Linked DNA regions of Mus musculus: all the other regions are linked to region 1. Evidence: chromatin contacts called from public Hi-C and HiChIP or PLAC-seq data. All regions are on one chromosome and are shown on one strand. The core of a region is the stretch at or near the end of the contact, and the rest is flanking DNA. Distances in the headings are between cores, read along the strand shown.

What was found. HiChIP or PLAC-seq counts read pairs in DNA pulled down with a chosen protein or histone mark. A called contact is a pair of places that touch in the nucleus more often than the background predicts.
Region 2: a CTCF HiChIP or PLAC-seq map of CD8 T cells shows a contact between it and region 1, with 7 read pairs. The contact joins two enhancer-like sites. A contact is called at or near these places in 5 of 39 promoter capture datasets (the 3T3-L1 cell line, 3T3-L1-derived adipocytes, the HPC-7 cell line and 1 more), 2 of 15 datasets of contacts at CTCF or cohesin (CD8 T cells and large pre-B cells), 3 of 484 Hi-C or Micro-C datasets (CD8 T cells, neurons and uterus) and 2 of 115 datasets of contacts at active chromatin or transcription factors (CD8 T cells and large pre-B cells).
Region 3: a contact with region 1 is called in a Hi-C map of pancreatic cancer cells, with 2.2 times the contacts expected there. The contact joins two enhancer-like sites. A contact is called at or near these places in 5 of 39 promoter capture datasets (the 3T3-L1 cell line, 3T3-L1-derived adipocytes, the HPC-7 cell line and 1 more), 1 of 15 datasets of contacts at CTCF or cohesin (large pre-B cells), 5 of 484 Hi-C or Micro-C datasets (the 3T3-L1 cell line, myocytes, pancreatic cancer cells and 2 more) and 2 of 115 datasets of contacts at active chromatin or transcription factors (CD8 T cells and embryonic fibroblasts).

Annotation. Positions count from the first base shown.
Region 1 is chr8:36,182,392-36,185,890 of GRCm38.p6, reverse strand. No RefSeq gene overlaps it. Among named protein-coding and RNA genes, the nearest start is that of Gm35520, 4.3 kb to the left of the region's middle. Within about 2 kb of position 1,615, at least 188 of the 459 cell types and tissues checked have an H3K27ac peak or open chromatin away from gene starts, as enhancers often do. A contact at or near this core is called in CD8 T cells and pancreatic cancer cells, where this site is marked.
Region 2 is chr8:35,990,913-35,994,631 of GRCm38.p6, reverse strand. No RefSeq gene overlaps it. Among named protein-coding and RNA genes, the nearest start is that of Gm39163, 74 kb to the left of the region's middle. Within about 2 kb of position 1,996, at least 21 of the 459 cell types and tissues checked have an H3K27ac peak or open chromatin away from gene starts, as enhancers often do. A contact at or near this core is called in CD8 T cells, where this site is marked.
Region 3 is chr8:35,973,158-35,976,797 of GRCm38.p6, reverse strand. No RefSeq gene overlaps it. Among named protein-coding and RNA genes, the nearest start is that of Gm39163, 91 kb to the left of the region's middle. Within about 2 kb of position 2,042, at least 18 of the 459 cell types and tissues checked have an H3K27ac peak or open chromatin away from gene starts, as enhancers often do. A contact at or near this core is called in pancreatic cancer cells, where this site is marked.

The DNA of each region.
Region 1 (3,499 bases), core at 366-2,865:
TTGGACTGTACAGACAGTTCTCATAAGTGCCAGGTTATTTTATAAGGCTGAAAAGGAGTTTTAAATAAGCATATAAAACTTCTAACTGAGCCATCCACCAAAGAGCATACAAGGGCTGGCTGGACCAAAGCCCCAGGCACATACGTAGCAGAGGGCTGCCTTGTCTGGCCTCATGGGAGAGGATGTGCCTAATCCTGCAGGGATTTGATGCATCAGAGTAGGGAGATATGGGGGGGGGCACCATCTCAGAGGCAAAGGGGAGGTGGGATAGAGGGAGGGACTCTGGGGGGCTGGGAGAAGGGCAGTGTGTGGAATGTAAATAAACAAATCAATAAATTAATTTAAAAAAGAAAACTCATTTTAGCACCCGTCTTTGAAACCTTAGCAACACACTTTACTAAGATTATGAAAAGTCAGCAAAAATCGCAAAGCACCCTGGGATCTCACTTGATGTGCCCTACGCAAGAGCACTGGACATTTCTCCACTCAAGGAAGTTTCTATGAGCAAATGCACTGATGCCCGGCATCTGCAGGGGACTGTGTTCTGCTGAGTCGGCTCAAGCATAAAACGAGAAGTTTCCATCAAAGTCAAGTTAAGATTGATGTTAATTTACAAGTTTTCAGTTGGATTGCCCTGGGGCTAAGAGATCGTGAACATTCTTGGGCCAGATGTTCCCACTCTAGAGTGATAGTCATTTTCTGGTTATTTGGGAAAAAAAAAACTGAGTTGGCTTCTGGAACATTTATCTAAGTACATGGCAGGACCAGGAAATATGTCTATTGACATTCGAAATTAAAAAAAAAATGTTTGCAGCTAGAAGAAAAACAGGAAAAAAATGCAGTGTTTCTTAAAACGGAGTCTCTCGGATGCTGATAGACACATCTCATCTGAACTGTGGACAGCGTTTCTGTTTTCTGTTTCAGTAGCATAGATGGAAATTAGCCAAAAAAAAAAAAAACCCAGAAATTTAAAATTACTATAAAACTGCTCTCGATTTTTCTAATTAAAGAGCAGGTTAGTCTGCTTCATAGAAGGGCTAAATTAGAGAACACCTAATAAGAAATACAACTTAAGGCAACCCCTGGCAGGAGAAGGTGAGTCAAATTAAAAGACTGAGGTTTTCTTTTTCAATACTAATAAAGAAGGCCCTTTTAAGTCATTCATTACTCCACATAAAGCCTTCTACTGGACTGCTTTCCTGTATTCTTTTATAGAAAGTACATTCACTTTAATATTTATGTAGACTAAGCGTGCCCCTTCTTTGATGATCACTAACTGGCTATGTGGCCTCTCTGGAGTGACACCAAAACCTAAATCAAGAGTCCAAACTAATGTTACATTGGCTGTTTCAATACTGTGGTAGTTAGAGTTCAAATCAACAAACCCTGTTTGCTTTGCCAATAACAAGACTGGTAGAGTTGCTGGCTTTGGGGAGACATAGCATTTAATATTTTCAGAAGAAAAAAGAAAAAAAAATCGAGTGTAACAATGCACATTTCGAATGTGGCCACCAGAGGTCTACTGACACTGCAGAGCGAGCAGGCTGCAGGAGCGTGGGCGCAGACTGGTGCATGCGTACTCTGCCTGGTGGGGCCAGAGACTCTCCAGCCCTGCCCTGGTCTGCTGAGTCAGAGCTGCTCTGTAACCCCCACAGGTGACTCAAGTATGCGAGGGAGTGTGAGAAAGACTGCTGCCAGGGTTGAAAAGGAAATGTGGTGTATCCCGTGTGTGATGGAGATTAAGATATTTAAAAGTCCAGGCAAAGGCAGGGCATGGAGGCACCCATATTTAATTCCAGCATGTGGGCAGGAGGCAGAGGCAGGTGGATCTCCTAGTTCAAAGCCAGTCTGGTCTACTAGTGAGTTACAGGACAGTCAAGGCTAAACAGTGAACACACCTCACCACCCGCGCCTCTCTCTCTCTCTCTCTCTCTCTCTCCCCCTCCCTCTCCCCCTCTCCCTCCCTCCCCCCTCTCTCCTCCCTCCCCCTCTCTCTCTTTCTCCCTCCCTCCCTTCTCTCTTCTCTCCCTCCCTCTCCCCTTCTTCCCCATTTCCCCCTCCCTCTCCCCCTCTTCCCCTTTCCTCCCTCCTCCCCATATTTCTCTCTCTCTCCCTCCCTCCCTCCCTCTCCCCCTCTTCCTCATTTCCCCCTCCCTCTTCCCCTTTCCTCCTCTCCCCCCCCCCACTTTAAACATTTTTCCTAACAATGTTACAACTCAAAAGCTATTTTCTTTTCAAAACGTTCTACCTGGACCTGGTGCCACAGAACTGTCATCACACATCTTGAGATCAAGAGGCAGGAAGGATCACAAGGTCAAGGCCTGCCTGGGCTACAGAGTGAACTCATATCAAACAAGACTGCCTCAAAATAAAAGATTAACATGGGTTTGGAGGTATAGATCGGTGGTAGAATATTTACTTGGCATGTGTAATGCCCTAGCTTCAAACTCTGGTACAAAATCATTTAAGTGACCAAGGCTGTATTTTTAATTTGCAATTTAGCTTCCAGATATTTGAAGATGAAGAAGCTCTAAATATCACCTAACATGTACAGGTCTAAATGTTCTCGTTTAACAGAAGAAATTATCTGACCAGGACTGAAGTGGCATTCCACGCTCAATATAAGATAGTTAGCTGTCTTTAACTAGAACCAAGTTCTCCAGAGGTGTCCCTGAGGCTGCAGGACCTCACTCTTGTATGGAGGTGGGGCTAAGCTAGGGAAGCATCATGGGAAGGGCAGGCTTTGTCCATCAATCAAGATGTGCAGAGCCCTGGACTCAGAGGTTCCTCTCCTACTCCAATGTGCCAGGATTCCTTCAAGTATATCGAGACTGTTAGACTGATTTTTCTCTGTTCCCCATATTTCTCAGGGACAGGGATGTCTCCATGGTTCTCTGTGTTACCATCAGTATACTCCCAACAACTCTGTCTTCACAGAATACATATCCAGTCACTGAGTCTGTGTCTCTCTCTCTCTCTCTCCCTCTCTCTCTCTCTCTCTCCCCCTCTCTCTCTCTCTCTCCCTCTCTCTGTCTTTCTCTGTAGACCTGGCTGACCTCGAACTCCCGGTGTAGATCAAGCCCACAGAGGTCAGCCTGCCTTTCACTGTAAAGGCATGCAACACCACACTGGGCTCTCACTTGGCTCTTCCTTAAATCAATCCAGCCAGCACTCATAGCCTCCCCTTCGCTGCCATCCTCCCAAACCACTGTACTTTCCCTTTAAATGGATTAGGCATAACTCCAATATCTACCACCTCTCTGTACAACACGCTACCGCCATGGTTCTGCTGGATCTTCCGCTCAGTGGCCTATGTCTTCCTTCTTACCTGGGAGGGAAGTTGGATTTAGAGGCTGATCAATCTCCAAGTAACCTGGGAACGAGACCACCCAAAGGAACCTATCAGCTAAGAGCGTCAAATTTCAACCTGTGGTTTTCAAGTCACACATACAGCAAACATTCTATTTTTGATACCCTTGTGGTTAGAACATTTCGCAGA
Region 2 (3,719 bases), core at 747-3,246, 190 kb after region 1:
CAACTTGGAGGTCTCTCTTGGTTTGGAGCTCCTGAGACATCTGTACCAGACTCCCTAAGTTCCCTTGGCAGGTCGTTGCCATGCCCGCCCCTTGAACCAACCACCCACCCCATGCTCAGCAGCCACAACACTCAGCAACACAGAAGAAACAAAAGTGTTAGAACCTTATAATTAAACAGTCAGATTTATATATCAATAAATTCTCAAATTCACATGATTTTCACACAATAATTTCAGGGCCAATTGATAAAGGTACAAACAGCCCACCTAGATTAGACAAGTTACCCCAATTATTTTATCCCTACATGGTATCATACCTACCTGTGGCTATTTAAAACCACACTGGTTCTGAATCATCCTGTCCATCGATCTCCATTTTGCTTCTTCCCCCTCTCCTCAGTTGCCCTCTATCTCTGAAACTTTTAGCTCTGCCTTCCTTTTCCCTGCCCAATCACAGGCCTCCTGCTGCACTAATATTTTAATGTACTTGGACAGGGAAAATCCTGCCACATAAACACCCGGAGCTTCTGAATTGTGGTGGCTTTTGTATCAGAGAGCCCAGTCCAGTGAATCCTAGCTTTTTTGTGTCTGTGTGTTGTTGTTTCTTTATGCCCTCACCACCCCTAGTCAGGGTTCTGGGACTCAAACCCTGGACTACACATGGTGACTTATACTGCTGTCCTGACAATGCTTTCAGGACAGACTGATGTGACTTACCATTTTGACTCCAGTGCCTAGCATATTATATCCACTGAACAGAAGTGGAAACTATTCCATTGTTTTGTTTCTAAACAGTAAAAGCTTGTTGTTGGTCCATCCATGCCACCTTTTATGATCACAAAAGAACAAGGGAATTTATAGTTTCCATATTTCCAAATACTCAGGCCCAGAAAATGAAACTGTATAAATAAGATAAAAATGGTGGATGTGTGAATCTCTCACTGAGGCTGTTTTCATCAAAGGACATTTTGGGGCATTGGGAGGAATCAAAGAAAGAAAAAGAAGAGAGGAGTGAAGACTCGTCTACCCTAATTCATATGGAAATGAATGTTAGAACATTTCTCTCTCCAACCTCAGACACTACTACATCGTTAACCACATGTGTTTAATACAGAAAGGTCACCTATAAAGACTCTTCCTACACAACCTATAGTAAAACAAAGCAAAACCCCATATTGTTCACACAGAGCAGCAACAATTACTCCTACCCAAGGCATTGTTTTGCATTTCTAGTTTATATGTCAATGGAGCCTAGTTTGTCCCAGAATGCACTTGAAATGTTTGTCAAATGCCTATTCTATACCAGGTACTTTAACACTAACTGAGGATATAAGATCTCTCACTCTTCCCTGACTTAAGGTGGTTTCTAGCCTCATAGAGAAATACTAGCAAATGGAATAAGACTCATGAAAGGCAAAGAATAGACTTCTACAGAGCCCCCAAGGAGTAGCCAGGAGCCTTAAATGATGCTTTTCAAAGGCATTGCTGTCTAGGATGGCTTCTGCCAGGTAGGGCATGATATAGAAGCTTGAGGTCCTATATTCAAAAGTTACTAAGAAACCAGGCAGTGGTTTCACACACCTTTAATTACAGCACTCAGGAGGCAAAGGCAGGCGAATCTTTTAGTTTGAGGTCAGCCTGGTCAGTAGAGTGGGTTCTGCGACAGCCAGAGCTACACAGAGAAACCCTGCCTTACCTTGATCCCCTTATTCACTCCCCCCACCCCACCCCCCAAAAAAAACAAAGAAAAGAAAAAGTTACTGAGAATTTCAAGATTAAATTTAGTGTGGAACTTTCTGAGCCAATTTCCTGTGTGACCGCAGGGGTTGCAAGTCCTTGAAGTGGCCATTGCTTGCCTGGTTTCTACGACTCTGCCTGAGGCAGCTGTATAAGCTAGAATTTTAGAGTGAAGGTGATTCTTATTTGTGCAGCCTTCTGTTAGAGAGTGCTCCTAAGCTGTCCTCCCATTTAGCAGTCAGTACATTTAAGGTGCAGAGAGCGGAAACTCACAATGGCTCAAAAAGGAAGTCAGCTGCAGCAGGACAGCAGTGGTGCCCTGTTCCACGAGGGCAAAATATCTGTCAAGGGTAAATAACTACTCCCTGTTCTCTCTGCTTCCTACACATGCTTGAGAACATGGAGAAGAAGTGAAGGCCACAGACCTGAAGCAGCCTGGACACCCCTCTGCTGCACCATCCCAGTGAGTAAGCACCTAGCTTTGCATGCACAGTACCTGTCAGTGAGAATTTCTGCGTTCATCAGACTGGCAGAATTTGCCTCCAACATCATTGTTGGTACCTTGCCTGACAGTGTTCCCTCCTTCCTCCATTGCATCCACTCCTATGACCTTCACCAAAAAATCAAGAGAATGAAGCAGGGCAGAGGCCTTTCAAGACCTCTTTCGTATAGACCTCAGACAGCTCTGTGGGTTACGATGTCTACCATCGCTGTCAGTAATCCCACAGAGGCAGCTCTCTGTGGCTTCCTGTGTACTCTCTGTCTGTGTCATTGCAAAACTTGTATTTAAGCTTAAACAATAACAAAGGTATGTGTTGATTTTAGATTGCTGTGATCTGATGAAGCCATGAAGGCAGAACCTTAAGATTACATTCGTGATTTTGTAATAGCAGAGAGACGCAAATGAGCACGCTTGCAATTTCATCATGTGGCGTTGTGTGACACCAGAATGGTCCCACAGCTGACATGCACGTGCCAGCATCATGCTCTTGGGCTTCTCAATCCCCATAAATGTGAGTCAAATAAACGTCTATTCTTTATAAACTACCCAGTCTGGCGTATTCAGTCAGCCACAGTAACTGAAACCCAGGTCATCATGCCTGAAGAAAGAATATCTGTCTGTCTTCTTGAAGACTCACCTGGGTCTCAAAGTCATGGCCATTTATGATACATGCCCATGTCAATTAATAGGGCAGCTAGTCTGAGAAAACAACTCAGCGCACATTGCTAGAAAGGTAGGTCTGGCTTGGAGCCTCAGTCTGGGCTTCAGAGTAATTCAGTCCTCCTCTTTCTCTTTGTGATAATACAAAATGGGAAGGAAAACCAGGTGTCAGTCCAGATGCTGTGATGGTGGGGAGACATATGTCTTTGTCTGGGGCCTGCAGGATTCTTTAGTGCCATGAAGAAGAAAGGATACCTGTGATGTTGGTTTACTTTAGTGGGAAGCCAAGGGCTCCGCACTTCAAGCCCCTGTGGGTATATGTTACTCAGGTCCTGTCGCAGTTGAATGTGAGTACCACAAATCCTCCTCCTATTTCCCAGGCCTGCAGCTTCTTTCCCGTCTTGTCAGTGCCAGCTAGCTGCCCAAGACTGGCCAGGGAAAACCAGCATTCACCACAACTGAGAAATAGAGCAAAAGCTGACATTTAGCTCACAGATGAAGGAATAAAGAATCGGTTGAGTGGGTTCATTGCTCCTGGGCTTGGCGCATCACCAGATGGAAACAGATGAAGGTGTATTGTGTCAGAAGCTGTGCGCCAGTACAACCCCATATAACTGTGAGAAAGCTCACCTCTCCTGCATGTGCTAACTAGATGGCTCATAGTTTTGCATAGCAATAGATTTTATACTATTATATAGTGCATACATTTAAAAGGAATTCTTTAATGAACACGGTTATCTATTTTATCATAAGCGATATACAAAACCTTTTGAATTGACTAAGATGAAAGCAAACAATATAAATATGAGATATTATTATG
Region 3 (3,640 bases), core at 793-3,292, 210 kb after region 1:
GCTCAAGTCCAAGTGGATCAAGGATCTCAGCATAAAACCAGATACACTGAGTCTAATAGAAGAGAAAGTGGGAAAGAGCCTTGAACTCATTGGCACAGGGGGAAATTTCCTAAATGGAACTCCAATGGCTCATGCTCTAAGATCAAGAATTGATAAATGGGACCTCATGAAACTGGAAAGCTTCTGTAAGGCAAAGGACATAGCCAAAAAGACAAATGGGCAACCTACAGATTGGGGAAAAAAATCTTCACTAACCCCACATCCCATAGAGTGCTAATATCCAAGAAGCTAACAAGAAAAAAAAAAGTAAATAATAAAAATGGGGTATAGAACTAAACCAAGAATACACAACAGAGGAATCTCCAATGGCTGAGAAATGCCTAAAGAAATGCTCAAAGTCCTTAGTGATAAGAGAAATGCAAATCAAAACAACCCTGAGATTCCAACTTACACCAATCAGAATAGCTAAGATCAAAACCTCAGGCAACAGCACATGTTGGTGAGGATGTGGAGATATAGGAACACGCCTCTATTGCCCGTGGGATTGCAAACTGGTACAACCACTCTGGAAGTCCATCTGGAGGTTCCTCAGAAAATTGGAAATAGATCTAGATGAAAAACCAGCAATACCACTCTTGGGAATATACCCAAAAGATGCCCTACCATGCTACAAGGACACATGTTCTACTATGTTCGTAGCAGCCTTGTTTGTGATATCCAGAAGCTGGAAATGACCTAGATGTCCCAGGACAGAAGAATGGATACAGAAAATGTGGTTCATTTACACAATGGAATACTACTCAGCTATTAAGAGCAAGGACATCCTGAGTTTTGCAGGCAATTGGATGGAACTAGAAAATATCATCCTGAGTGAGGTAACTCAGACCCAAAAGGACCTGCATGATATGTACTCACTAATAAGTGGATATTAGCCAAAAAAAAAAAGTACAGAATACCCAAGATACAGTCCACAGAACTCAAAAAGGTCAACAAGCTGAAGTGCCCAAGTGAGGATACCTCAGTCCCACTTGGAAGGGAGAAGAAAGCAACCTCAAGTCGGGAGGGAGGGACCTGTGTCATACCTCTGACCCATAATTGTTCCTGAAAGAATTGCTGGGATGGAAATGGAAAGGAGCCTGAGGAAAAGAAGGTCCAGCAACAGGCCAAAAGTGGGATCCAGCTCAAGGGAGAGGTCCCAAGGCCTGACACTATTACTGAGGCTATGGAATGCTCACAAAAAGGGATCTATCATGACTGCCCTCCGAAAGAGCCAACAAGCAGCTGAAAGAGTCAGATGCAGTTATTTGCACCCAACCAGTGGACAGAAGCTACTGACCCCTGGTTGAATTAGGGGAAAGCTGGAAGAAGCTGAGAAGAAGGGCGATTCTGTAGGAGGACCAGCAGTCTCAATTAACCTGGACTCCCAAGATCTGTCAGACACTGGACCACCAACCAGGCAGCATACACCAACTGATATGAGGCCCCCAATATGCATACAGCAGAGGACTGCTGGGTCTGTGTTCATTCAGAGATGATGCACCTTGCTCTCATGAGACTGGAGGCTCCAAGGAGTTTAGAGGTCCATAGAACCTTTGGAAAGTCAGAAAACGTTCTGAGATCTGGCAGTTACCAGTCAGTGGAGAAAGCAGAGGTGGGAGGTCTAGGGCATCGATCCCTCTTGACTTTGTAGCTGTCTCCATACAGTTGCCTGTGTTGACTGAAAATCAAAAGGCTCGGAACCATGAACTCATGCTCAGAATGATGGCGTGGAGGCCACCGATTATGAATGAGCTTGATCATCAGTGAAGACAGCAGAGGAAACACAGCACACTATCCTAGTTCCAGAAAGAAGACGACTACTGAGGCACGGGGGTGATGGTAAAGGGCCTGTGGCTAGAAAGCTTGCTTCCCCTCTCACAGATGTGCCCTTTCAAGCAACTTTGCACTGGCTACTGGCCAATATCCTCCCAGTGCAAAAGAATGCAGGCATCGAAGGTCACAAAAACTTGCATTACTGAGAGCTTCTACAAAGCATTGACTATGGGAGCAAGCCAAGCATTCACCGACACGCTGAAACCTCAACAGATGGACACAATGCTTATAGCTCTCACTTTTGACTAAAAAGTCCCCTGGTCTCTCTCTCTTCCTTTCAAAAATGCCTCTTTCTTCTCTATCCTCTGTGTCCATACCATCTACATTTTCAGAACAAATGCTCATTTACATCCATAGTGAATAAGTAGCCATGTTAAAGTATTCCCAGGACGGCTATTCACACCACTGGCTCAGACAGAATATGTCTGGAATCCAGATTAGCATTGCAACTATGGAAAAGAATTTCCAGAGAACCCCGACCCAGAGTTTAAAAGTTACTGTATCTGGAAATTCCTCTGGACTATGGAAATCAACTCAAAACGATTTCACTCTTTTGGAATCAAAGAGAGTTCATAACGTTCTCATGAAACCATCCAATTTTCTCCAAGGATCCCGTTCCTTGTATGATGCGGTGGTGGTGGATTCTTGGTGCATCTCCTGCACCTTCATTCGTTACACTGAAGAACAGTTTTTAAACTGATGAAAGGGAGACAGGAGGTTGAACTCTTTCTCCTCTTGGATGAGTCCTGCCAGAACTGACCAAAGCCTGTTTTCTGGAAGCCACTGGAAGTTTCCTTTATATACTTTATATACGACTGGCAAGTCTAGCATAATGTGGAGCTATGGAAGGTTAGAGTGAGAAGTTCCAGGATCATAGACAGAGAGTAAGCTGGGATAGGTGGAAAAACAGGTCAAGTTGGGAGATTGAAGGAGAGGAAATCACCTAACGGATAGGCAGACTGAGGCTGGTAAGCTGCCCAGAGTTCACTTCCAGTATCGTCCTCAATTGCTGTCCTCTTCACATACTGAAGCAGGGTACTTACATCAGCCAGAGCTTGTTTAAGAGCTGGTCTAGCTAGTGTGCTTGATCTGGGGGAACCCCTGTTCTCTGGGTCCCAAGCACTGGAGTTATTATGGGTGGGTCCCCACACTGACCTAGCATGGAGGTGGGTGCTGAAGAGCTAACCTCCAGTCCTGGTGCACAGCAAGTGCTTGACTCATGGAGTCATCTAATCAGCAAATAATTTTCCATAATACAACCCTCTGAGTCATATGGCTAAGACAACACTCACAGTTATATGGCTAAGACAACCCCCAGAGTCATATGGCTAAGACAACCCCCAGAGTTATATGGCTAAGACAACCCTCACAGTTACATGGCTAAGACAACCCTCACAGTTATATGGCTAAGACAACCCTCACAGTTATATGGCTAAGACAACCCTCACAGTTATATGGCTAAGACAACCCTCACAGTTATATGGCTAAGACAACCCTCACAGTTATATGGCTAAGACAACCCTCACAGTTATATGGCTAAGACAACCCTCACAGTTATATGGCTAAGACAACCCTCACAGTTATATGGCTAAGACAACCCTCACAGTTATATGGCTAAGACAACCCTCACAGTTATATGGCTAAGACAACCCTCACAGTTATATGGCTGACCACAGTGTCCAAATGTTTAAAATTCATATTTCTTGACTTAACTGAAGACACTTTGAAGCAAAGCTGCCATGTCCTTTATTTCAGCCCCTTTCGTTTT